2 separate regions of the Gasterosteus aculeatus genome follow, and region 2 is linked to region 1. Evidence: chromatin contacts called from public Hi-C data. All regions are on one chromosome and are shown on one strand. Each heading gives the region's core, a stretch centred on a gene start, on an enhancer-like site or on the middle of the called end of the contact. The rest is flanking DNA. Distances are from core to core; before and after follow the strand shown. Region 1 holds the start of LOC120826048 (retinoic acid receptor beta). Region 2 overlaps LOC120826048 (retinoic acid receptor beta).

Region 1 (4,687 bases), core at 931-3,430:
ACAAATTACAATTCAACCCTTATTTCTCAACTGCAGTTGAATCCTCTGAAGATCCGTGACATCGCAGGGAAGATACTTCTATCGCTGTAATAAGGTTGAATCTGTTTGTTTGGGTTTTTTTTAAAGAGGGCCCGAGTCTCATCCTCAGAAGCCTGAAATGGGACGAGACGGAGGAGCGGCAGCGATGTCTTTGAAAGCCAGCCGAGTATCTCCGGCGACAGGGAGCTGCCCTTCAGAGCGTCGCACATCACGGCCTGATGGATCTCCTCTTTTCCCTGAGAGCGTTTTGCCACCTGCTGACTGTTGGTGGTAATCACATGACTGACCCCATTTCACGTGCGACTTCCACGCCTACCCGTGATGGGAAACACACATTGGAAAAAATCCAGGGTGACACAAGTGAGTGAAGTAAAAAATGTATTTTTAAAAAAAATCAAGGTGCACATCTGAGTAATGTAAATCCTGCGTGAACATAGACGTATGGAATAATTAAAAGGCTTTGATTTGGGGGCAAAGCTCGATATGAAAGCGCTGAAGGAACACTGGACTCACTGATGGAATTAAGCACATTATTAATGTAGGCTTACTTCAGGCTACTGCATCTCTGAAGTTCATCCTTTGAAATCTTCCAAAGTCATTAATATTACAGAAGCTGAAGTCTTAATCACTGCATCCTATAAAGCACCACTTTTCCGTGTTTCATTCACAGCGAGGATTTCAAACAGAAATAAGTCGCAGGCGACATCAAACCAGCGATCATTTGAGCACAAACTGCCATTGACTTTGAGATCCCCCCCCCTCATTGACAGCATGTCAGTCCGTCGCTTCTCCCTGATGGCGTTTCATCGAGGACAGTGCCGCGGCGCGCATACAAGTGGGTTAATTAAAAAGACACACGAGTCAATCAGAGAACATTAACATACTGGAGAGCAGTTTCAATGCACAGGCTTTAGCGTGAGAAAACTTCAAAGGGTTTAAACTGCAGGCACGGAAGGCATAGAAGGCATGAAATGAGCTCTCCAAAAGGAGAGGCTGAAGCCTGCAGGAGGAGAGAGGAGCCTCCTGCTGACTCTCAGGTGCTCTGAGCCTCCAGTGGAGCCCTCACAGCCCACCGGCTGCAGGAGGGCCAGGAGGAGGAGGTGGAGGAGGTGGAGGAGGAGAGCCATCCTCTCTGTTTGTGGATCAAGTTGCATTGTAGGTTTTCATGCATTTCTATGTTGTTGCATGTGCTGCTGTGCAACGTTGCAAAACCATTCCCTCTTACTCAAACATCATGTTTTTGTCATGAGCAAAAATAAAAAGAAAGAAACGTGCAGAGTAAAACTGATTTTTTTATATACATATGCGTGCTGGATGCAGTTTGCAGAGTGCACCTTTTATGCAAAGAAGCACAGCAACAAATGTCCAAAATGCATCACTGCACTTTTGTTCTGTACGATACGCCAGTTTTACACCGGTCAGTGTGTCCAACAGGTATGTGCCATCATCATCATCATCATCATGTAAATCGTCTCCAACAACGCACCAGAATAAATTAACTAATACAAGTAGAGGTGAAAGCATGCTGGGACTGAGGCGGCTGCAGGTTTAAGCGCCCACGGTCCGATGCGCTGCACCTCCAGACGCCCCAAAAACAAACCCGCCATTCCCTGACTCACTTCACGGTCCCCGGACCGAGTCAGCCCGCCACACGGCGGCTCTGACGGGGACATCTCCGTGTCAAAGGAACTTTTTTTTCTCCGGTGTATTAAATTCCGTGCGTTTAAAATAAAAACGCATGCATCCATTCGACATTAAAAAAAAAGAAAGAAAGGTAAAGCCGCCACCGACCGTGATTCATCCAGACAGAGAAACTTACCCGCGTCTCGTAGCGCGTCCTGGCATCTTTATCTCCAACTTGCGTCCTTTTTGTTGACGCTGCACGACCTCCGCAGCTTAACCTTTTGCCTGGATGCAGCCGAGCAGACAGGAGAGCCGGCGTTATTTCCTCTCGGGGGGTGGTGGAGGGTGTGTGGGGGTGGAGGGCTAGGAAGGGGGGGGGGGGGGCGGTGAAGTCCTCTTTGGCACGGGGGGGGGTACCCGAACCCGACGGCGCGCAGCCGCTCGGCGCAGACGGAGCGCTTTATTTCCAAGGGGCGCGCTGCCGCAACACGGAGCCAACGCGGGGTCTAACCCCGCCTGATGGGAGCGCTCGTTGAGCCGACCCCCGTTAACCGCATGACACGAGCGTTTGAGCTTACGACACAGTTGGTCTCCACTAATGACTTCGGCCCGGGGAACCATGCGGGATTCCCCTCCGTCACCTTCTAGAAGAAGACAAAAATAAACAGCAGATGTGAAGATTTCATCCCGAATCGTCGAGGTGATATTTTGCAATTCGGCGTTACATTGATCCAGCAAAGCAAATTTTGACTCTTATTGGCACAGATCCCTCAGTCACTTTGATAAAACACATCAATGGTTCCACGTTGATGTTTTGCGTTATTTGGTTTACTTCCAAATGTCTGAAAATAGTGAAATAATTCCAAAGACGTGAGCCAATTTCCATCAAATTCCTTCTTCTCCAACTCCAAATTGATATATTTCAAAAAGTTTGAGATTGATTTTTTTATGGTGCCACTGAGGAAGAAGCAGGGAGATCAGATGGGGCTGCATGACCTCTGACCTCCATGGTTAATGGCGATGGGTTAACGCACCATTAAGTTTAGGGAGAAACAATTCGTAGCACTGATTGTCAAGCAAAAACCAGAAATATAAATATAATATATATATTTAAAAACATTACACCGGGGGAGACATTGTTCAAATAAATCATCGCTTTCTGTACAACAGACATTTGTGTCCTTGGCTATTTGGTAAATGTGTGGTAATGCAACACATGTGGCCAATTCAACTGCAACAAATCTCACATGTAAATGTTGTCGTTTGCTGGTTCAATTCAATTCTTTTACATTTGCAAGAAACAGCTGATTATTCCCATTTTCCCCTTTCTTGTCATTGTGTGAGAGCAGCGTACCTGATTAGAAAAGGAAAGTGCTTCGTGGGCCTGAAGAGTCCTTTTATTTTCATATCTTGTGTTTGTTTGACCGATCGAATCTCCTCCTATGATCCTCTCCGCTCTTCGGACCACACCGGTTCCCCCGGCTGACCAACGGCTTTACGTTGGGTTGGAGATCCGCCTCACTGAGACGCTATAAGTTACGATGTGTTCTCAGCGAGCAGGGTAACGTGAGTAATGCTTTTCACTTAACACATGGTGATAGAATCCATTGTTTTCAGAGAAATATCGATGCTGTTTAATGATTGGCGGGAAAAAGCCCACATATTTGGATGCCGCGGCCCACTTTTATCTCTCATGGACCTCAGATCGCTCACTAAACACTCTGCCAAGAGTGTGGAAACGACGTGAACCAGGTGAGGGGGGGTTGAGGCCCGATACTCATGCCATAAAGGAGGTTAAGAGAGCTGGTTTAGTGTAACGGATCTCTATAGAGAGGCAGATCCAGAAGAGCTCCACCTGACATGTTCACCCCGCCGACTACGCATTCCTCTTTCCGAGGACGTCATCGGAAGCCCCTCCGCGTGCAGACAGCCGGCGGCGGCGTGGTGGGAAACTTCTTCCCGGCGCCACATCAACTCAGTGCCCCTGATGGCTCCCACTCGCCGCTGAGCCAGACGATTACCACAGTGGCTTCATTCACGCTGCCCCCGACACTCAATTAGTCTCCCACACCCACTCGCTCTGCCAGCGCCCCGCCGCCGCGAGAATGACCCCAGTTGACCCGTGCCAACAGATCGAAGGCTCGCTGTGTTTTTAGGAGAATACTTAAACCATGTGTCTTAGATTTTTTTTTGTGGAAATTTGTCTCTAAGCGCTCAGATTTGAGATTTTAGGGGCTTTTATAGCTGGACAATGTTTCTCCTCACTTATTTTGTTTCAGAATGAGGTATGGTGACGTAACCTCATGGCTAGCTGTAGCTAGCTACCTAGCTTGATCCATGAAGCAGAGAAACTAAATGGCAAGCAGCTTAGTTTGGATTCCTAAAGAAGGTTTTAAAAGTCGTCTTAAAAAAATATTTATTATTATATATATTTCCCCCATGCTAGTAGCTTCTCGTGCTACTTAGTGTGCTTTAGGGGGGGGTGGTTAGACCTTTAGACACAGTCAGGCTAGCTTCCAGCCTTTATGCTAAGCTAGGCAAACCAAGAGGAAAATCCTAGCACTTATCTAAAAGAGAAATCTGAATTCTACGTCACGTTATGAGATTTTTGAATGACTTAGTCGAGGCTCACCAATCCATTATATTTCCAATAAACACCGGCTCACACTCTAAGAAATGCCCCTCGCATCGTTCTATCTCTCTCTCTTAATTACACCGAGTGTATTCGCTCGGGAAGATTTGCTTCTTTTTGATTAATTTCCGGTACGTCGCCCCCCCTCCGTGTTACACGTACCACTTATCTCTCCCCGTCAGCTCATTTGTTTCTCACTCGTAATTTCCACTGCCCGTTTTTTTTGCTTCCCACCTCACATATTCACAGGATTGCATCTTGTAAAGAATGTGAAGTCAGCAGGCGAGGCCTAATGTCTGTCTCATCTCACGGACGGCACCTCTCAGACAGCTTTGGATTATTGCAGTCACTTCACAGCGATGCTGGAGGGGCTTTAACCTCACTTCTTGATGA
Region 2 (4,687 bases), core at 554-3,053, 91 kb before region 1:
ATCTTCATCAGGGTTTTGGGGAACATGTGCGGTTTGCTGGGCCGACGTTTCCTCACGTAGATCTTCAGAGCTTCCAGGAGCGGTTCCTGGAGCTGGTCCACCTTTGAGGGCTCCTCCAGGTCCTGACGGTCTGACGCACACACATACACACACACACACACACACACACACAATTCAAGTCAGACTTGCGGCTCAACTGTGATGAATCCAAGTCTTTGCTTTGTCTGAACACGTGTATCACAGCATGAAGCCGGCTGTGGATGAGGAGGAAGAGTTTATCTCTTTGTGTAAACTCATTTACTGCAGAGGAGCGAACGCAGAGATGCTTACAATAAGATAACTGAAAAAAAGAAAACTCATTTGAATCCTTTCTTTTCCGTCGCGGCGTTAAGCTCTGATAACCGGAGTGTTAAAAGGCTCACGCGGCGGGGAAACGCCGACCGGGGCGCTTTGAAGACGACCAGCGGACTTCCGTTCACAGACCGTCGCTTATTTCTTTGGGCTGTTTTATTTTCAACTCCAGAGCGGATTGATTGTGCTTTCATCGTTTCCAATTTTGTTTTTATTCCCACAATGTGGGGAAGAGCGACCTCAGTCTGATTTTCACCCTCTGAGTCCTCTTCCAAAGTTGCTTTACTCCCTTGCTCCTTTGATTGACTATCAGATGCATGACTTGTCATCACAGACTTTTAGGAGCACGCACTGCACCGCCGAGCCGTAAGGTGGCAGTGTGTGCACGTGGCATCCGCCGCTGCCGTTTTACGATGCATTCAAAGGTGTTGGCTGCCCATGGATTATGCAAGAGCCTGTAATATCTGCCACGGCTCCGGGGATTCAGCATATAAATAAATATTGTCAAAGAGCCGCAGCACCAATGAAAATGAAAGCTGGAGGAGAGAGAAGAGAACGAAGGGGAGGACTGTGCAACTTTTGGTTGGAGGTACAGACGGACCAGGTCTCCATTTAGGTCACGACAGAGCATATTTTCTCATCAATAAATAAATCCTGTGTGAGAGACAAACACGTATAATCTTATTTTGTGTTCTCCTTTCGCTAAATTCACTCCCACATGAAAGGATCAGAAGATAAAGCGCCTTCCAACTGAGATCAATATAATAATAATATAGCAATCAATATATTGCCTTAGCGCTGGCGGGCTGATTCTCCCCTCTGGGGGGGCTCAAACATTTTCACTCAGCTATCTGACGCTGTTGTCAGGTACCTGTACCACCCCCCCCCCCCCCCCGACAGAGCGGCTGGAGTTTGACCTGGTTTCAGACTCCCGTGGATTCTGGCAGCACTCAACGATCAGCTGGAGGAAGGACTTAGTTAAACGGTGAGCAGTCAAACGTGGTTCGATTTATTCATTCCACTCGATGTGCTCCAATATGACACGATTAACTCTGGTTTTATATTTAAATCGGAATTTATGCTAAATAAACGATTCAATTAGGCTGCAAAAAGCCGATAATTTGACCCGGTACAGAATCAGAGTGTCGACTTCTTGATGTTTTTTGATGTTTTTATCAAAAGCTGATTTAAAACAGGGATTTATTTTCAGTTACATCATACATGTTCATCATTTTCTCAAACGCAATCTAGCAATGTCAATATAAAGTAAGTAGATGTAACAGCCACAAATGGAAATAACCCTGATTGTCCCGATGATATCGGATTAGTTCCTTTATAAAGACGTCGTCATTTCTCCTCCTTGTGAGCTTATCTGCTTTTTCATATTCATCTGAAATGTTACATAACAGCATATGTATCCAGAATGTGACTAACACTGTGTTTAATGCACCGACGGTATGTTCTGAATCCCTGTCGTCATTTGTTAGAGAACAAGATGATGCATCCTGTTGAAGTCGTGTCTCTGCTTGCCCCCCCCCCCCCCCCCCCCCTTCCCGTCTGCCAAAAACACACCATGTCAGGTGGCTAATTGGCTGGTCAGCTGCAGCACGCTGAAGGGCTCCAGAACTTTACTGCGAAGGTCAACGTCTGTCTTTTTCGGCGGCTGAACCATGCGTCCCTTCCTTCCTAAAACAACTGTCTCTCAGAGGCTCGGCGGACTCCAAGCGGACCCCTAACAAACCTGCTGCCCCCCCCCCCCCCCTCCCCTCCCTCGATAAATGCCCCGGCTCGCCCACCTCCGGAGATGAGACAGATGGCGCTGAGGAGGCCCGTCTCCGTGTCGTCCATCTCGATGGGCAGCAGCTGGTTGGCAAAAGTGAACACCAACTCGGTGAGCGGGCCGAAGCCGGCGTTGTGCATCTGCGTCCGGTTGAGGGTCAGCCCGTCTGAAAAGGTCATGGTGTCCTTGTCGGGGGTGTACCTGGTGCAGATGCGCAGGATCTGATTGGGGGGGGGAGGCAGGGCAGAGAGAAGGGGGGAAACTTTTAAGTGATGCACCGTTGGGGTTGATTTATGGAGTTTGGCTTTGGACGTCTCTAAGACGAGCGGTTGTTTTGCAGGTCGGTGTCTACCTAAAGCTGCTGTCAGTGTAGAAAAGCACTAAATCATCAGTCGCCAGGTTGGGTAGAACGCCTCTGACTATTTGGACCATATGGCCATGCGCTCCGAAAAGAGGGCTGCAGGATCTGCAGGAAAATACGTTTATTAAGAATGTATATATTTATAAATTCTCAATGGATTTGAACCAAATTCAGGATAAGGGAACAACTTAATTGTTTACAACTCATCCATAAAGCAAGAGCAAAGGATTTATTCATCATCAACAAAGCAAGAGTTTCAACAAAACAAAAACACACAGTGTAGTTTTCACTTTCTGCCCTCTAGTCTTCCTCAAGATCAGAGTGTACTTCTGATGTGAACAAGACAGTCAGGAATATCGTCTCTAGCTGTAACGCACGTAGCAGGTTGAGATTTTTACAAAAGGACAATTATCAGAAAACTCTGTATTTACCTGTAGGAGCTTTTATTTGTCCTTTTTTTACCCTCACAACATGTATGCGGAACTCACAGCACACAAACAAATGAACAAAATGCTACACTACTCAATAGTTTTAAAATAACAATTGATCAAATAACTGTGTGACGTCTAAGCTGTCACTCATGGTGACGGACCCAGAGGGATTTATCTCTCCTGCTGCCTTTTTTAGCTCTTTTGTTTTCCGTTAAGTTCCTTCCAGCAGTTGTTTCTCATTGAAAACAGCTCTGATGACAATATATCCGGTTACGTGTTTTCAGCTTTTTTTTTCAGAGGCTCAAAAAAAAATCAGTTAATGTAGTTTTGAAAGTGAGACAATATCAGCTAAACAAAAAGTCTTTAATCAAAGTCAAATACGAATCCACAAACTGCGTCGTTCTTTGACTGCTGCCTGTAAACCAGGTCGACTCTGCAACGAGACTCGGCCCTCATCAGGTGTCCAATAAAGAGCACCAGAGACACAGAGCACATCCAAAAAAACGACCTTCCACACACTCAGAGAGAACAACCTTTGAGTCTCCCGCTGCACCGAGCGCGTGTGCGTTTGTGTGTGTGTGTGTGTGTGTGTGTGTGTGCGTGTCTGTGCGCCTAATGAAGCCACTGATGGTGAATGTGAAGCCGACAGCAGCCTTTGAAGCTTTTTGAGTGGGCCGGCTCTGGCAGTGAGTGGCAGGCGTGACTGCAACATGAAACAGAATAAAACATGGCTGCTGGCGGTGACTCGCACCGGCTGGCCAGGCCCGCGCTTAGACACGCACACGTATATATACACACACACACACGCGCTGTGTTTGATCTCTCCTCTGACACTGCCTCACCCGGGCCCATGCACAATGCCTACGCCCTTCACCGCAGAAATGTGCCGGCGAGCGGATGTTGATGGCCGAGCGGGAGCCAGAAAGTCATCACAGCCGGCCTTCAACTCCTCACCTCGGTGTCCCTGGGAGTTCCCCTCCAACTGCTCCGTCAGCCGTGACAGAGTGACTTATTGTCAATACAAACTCCAGAAATCCGTCCAAGAATATGCCACTGAATCCGAGCCACACACACACACTGAATACTGTACATACAGCAAACTAATCCTCCGGCTGATCAGCATTCATTTATCCAGGTTGTGTGTGGATGTGACTGATTTGTGCTACTTTGCATCTACAAACTCACATAAATATGCAACCTCATGCATAAATTGTTGATTTTGCGGACAGACCCGTATGTCACTCCTTTCTGACCTTTTAAGGACAAATGGGCTGCAGGTGCCTTTTTGAAAACTAATGGTTAATAAATAATGTGTAATAACAATACAAGTATAATTTTCGGTTGCCAAGTTGTAAAGAATCCATTTAAACTGTTTTATTTTTTTTTGCAGTGCAGTTGCAATAACACAGACACACAAACAGCTGAAGAGAGGAGAGGGGCCTGCTGGATTGGCTCAGACTGTCAGGCAGCTGTTTCTACTAGAGCGCGTTGGCCGCTTCTCCACAGAACTATTAGACACCGACAAGCGAGCAGCTGCTGCTCCGTCGCACGCAGAAACCTGTCTCCACGGTAACCAGCTACACGCCATCCAGTCCCAGGAAATAGAATGAGAGACCTGTCCGGTTTAAGAACAACTTGACTAATTAAAAAATCATTTAGTTATGCTTTGTCACTCTTATAATTAACGCTGGACATTACAAAAAACTGGCTCCTTTAAAGTTGTTCTTGTGCAGTGACTGATTATAAAATGTAGCAATTAGTTAA

The links. Hi-C and Micro-C count contacts between places; a contact is called where the count stands out from the background.
Region 2: a Hi-C map of tail fin shows a contact between it and region 1, with 6 times the contacts expected there. The contact joins the enhancer-like site here to the promoter of LOC120826048 in region 1. A contact is called at or near these places in 4 of 6 Hi-C or Micro-C datasets (skeletal muscle, tail fin and whole body).

What each region holds. Positions count from the first base shown.
Region 1 is chr10:14,682,904-14,687,590 of fGasAcu3.hap1.1, reverse strand. It overlaps LOC120826048 (retinoic acid receptor beta), which reads right to left and starts at 2,180. Exons shown (of 9, transcript XM_040187965.2): 1 at 1,859-2,180.
Region 2 is chr10:14,773,772-14,778,458 of fGasAcu3.hap1.1, reverse strand. It overlaps LOC120826048 (retinoic acid receptor beta), which reads right to left. Exons shown (of 9, transcript XM_040187965.2): 7 at 2,148-2,352; 8 at 1-130. Among protein-coding and RNA genes, the nearest start is that of top2b, 24 kb to the left of the region's middle. Within about 2 kb of position 1,803, at least 1 of the 9 cell types and tissues checked has open chromatin away from gene starts, as enhancers often do.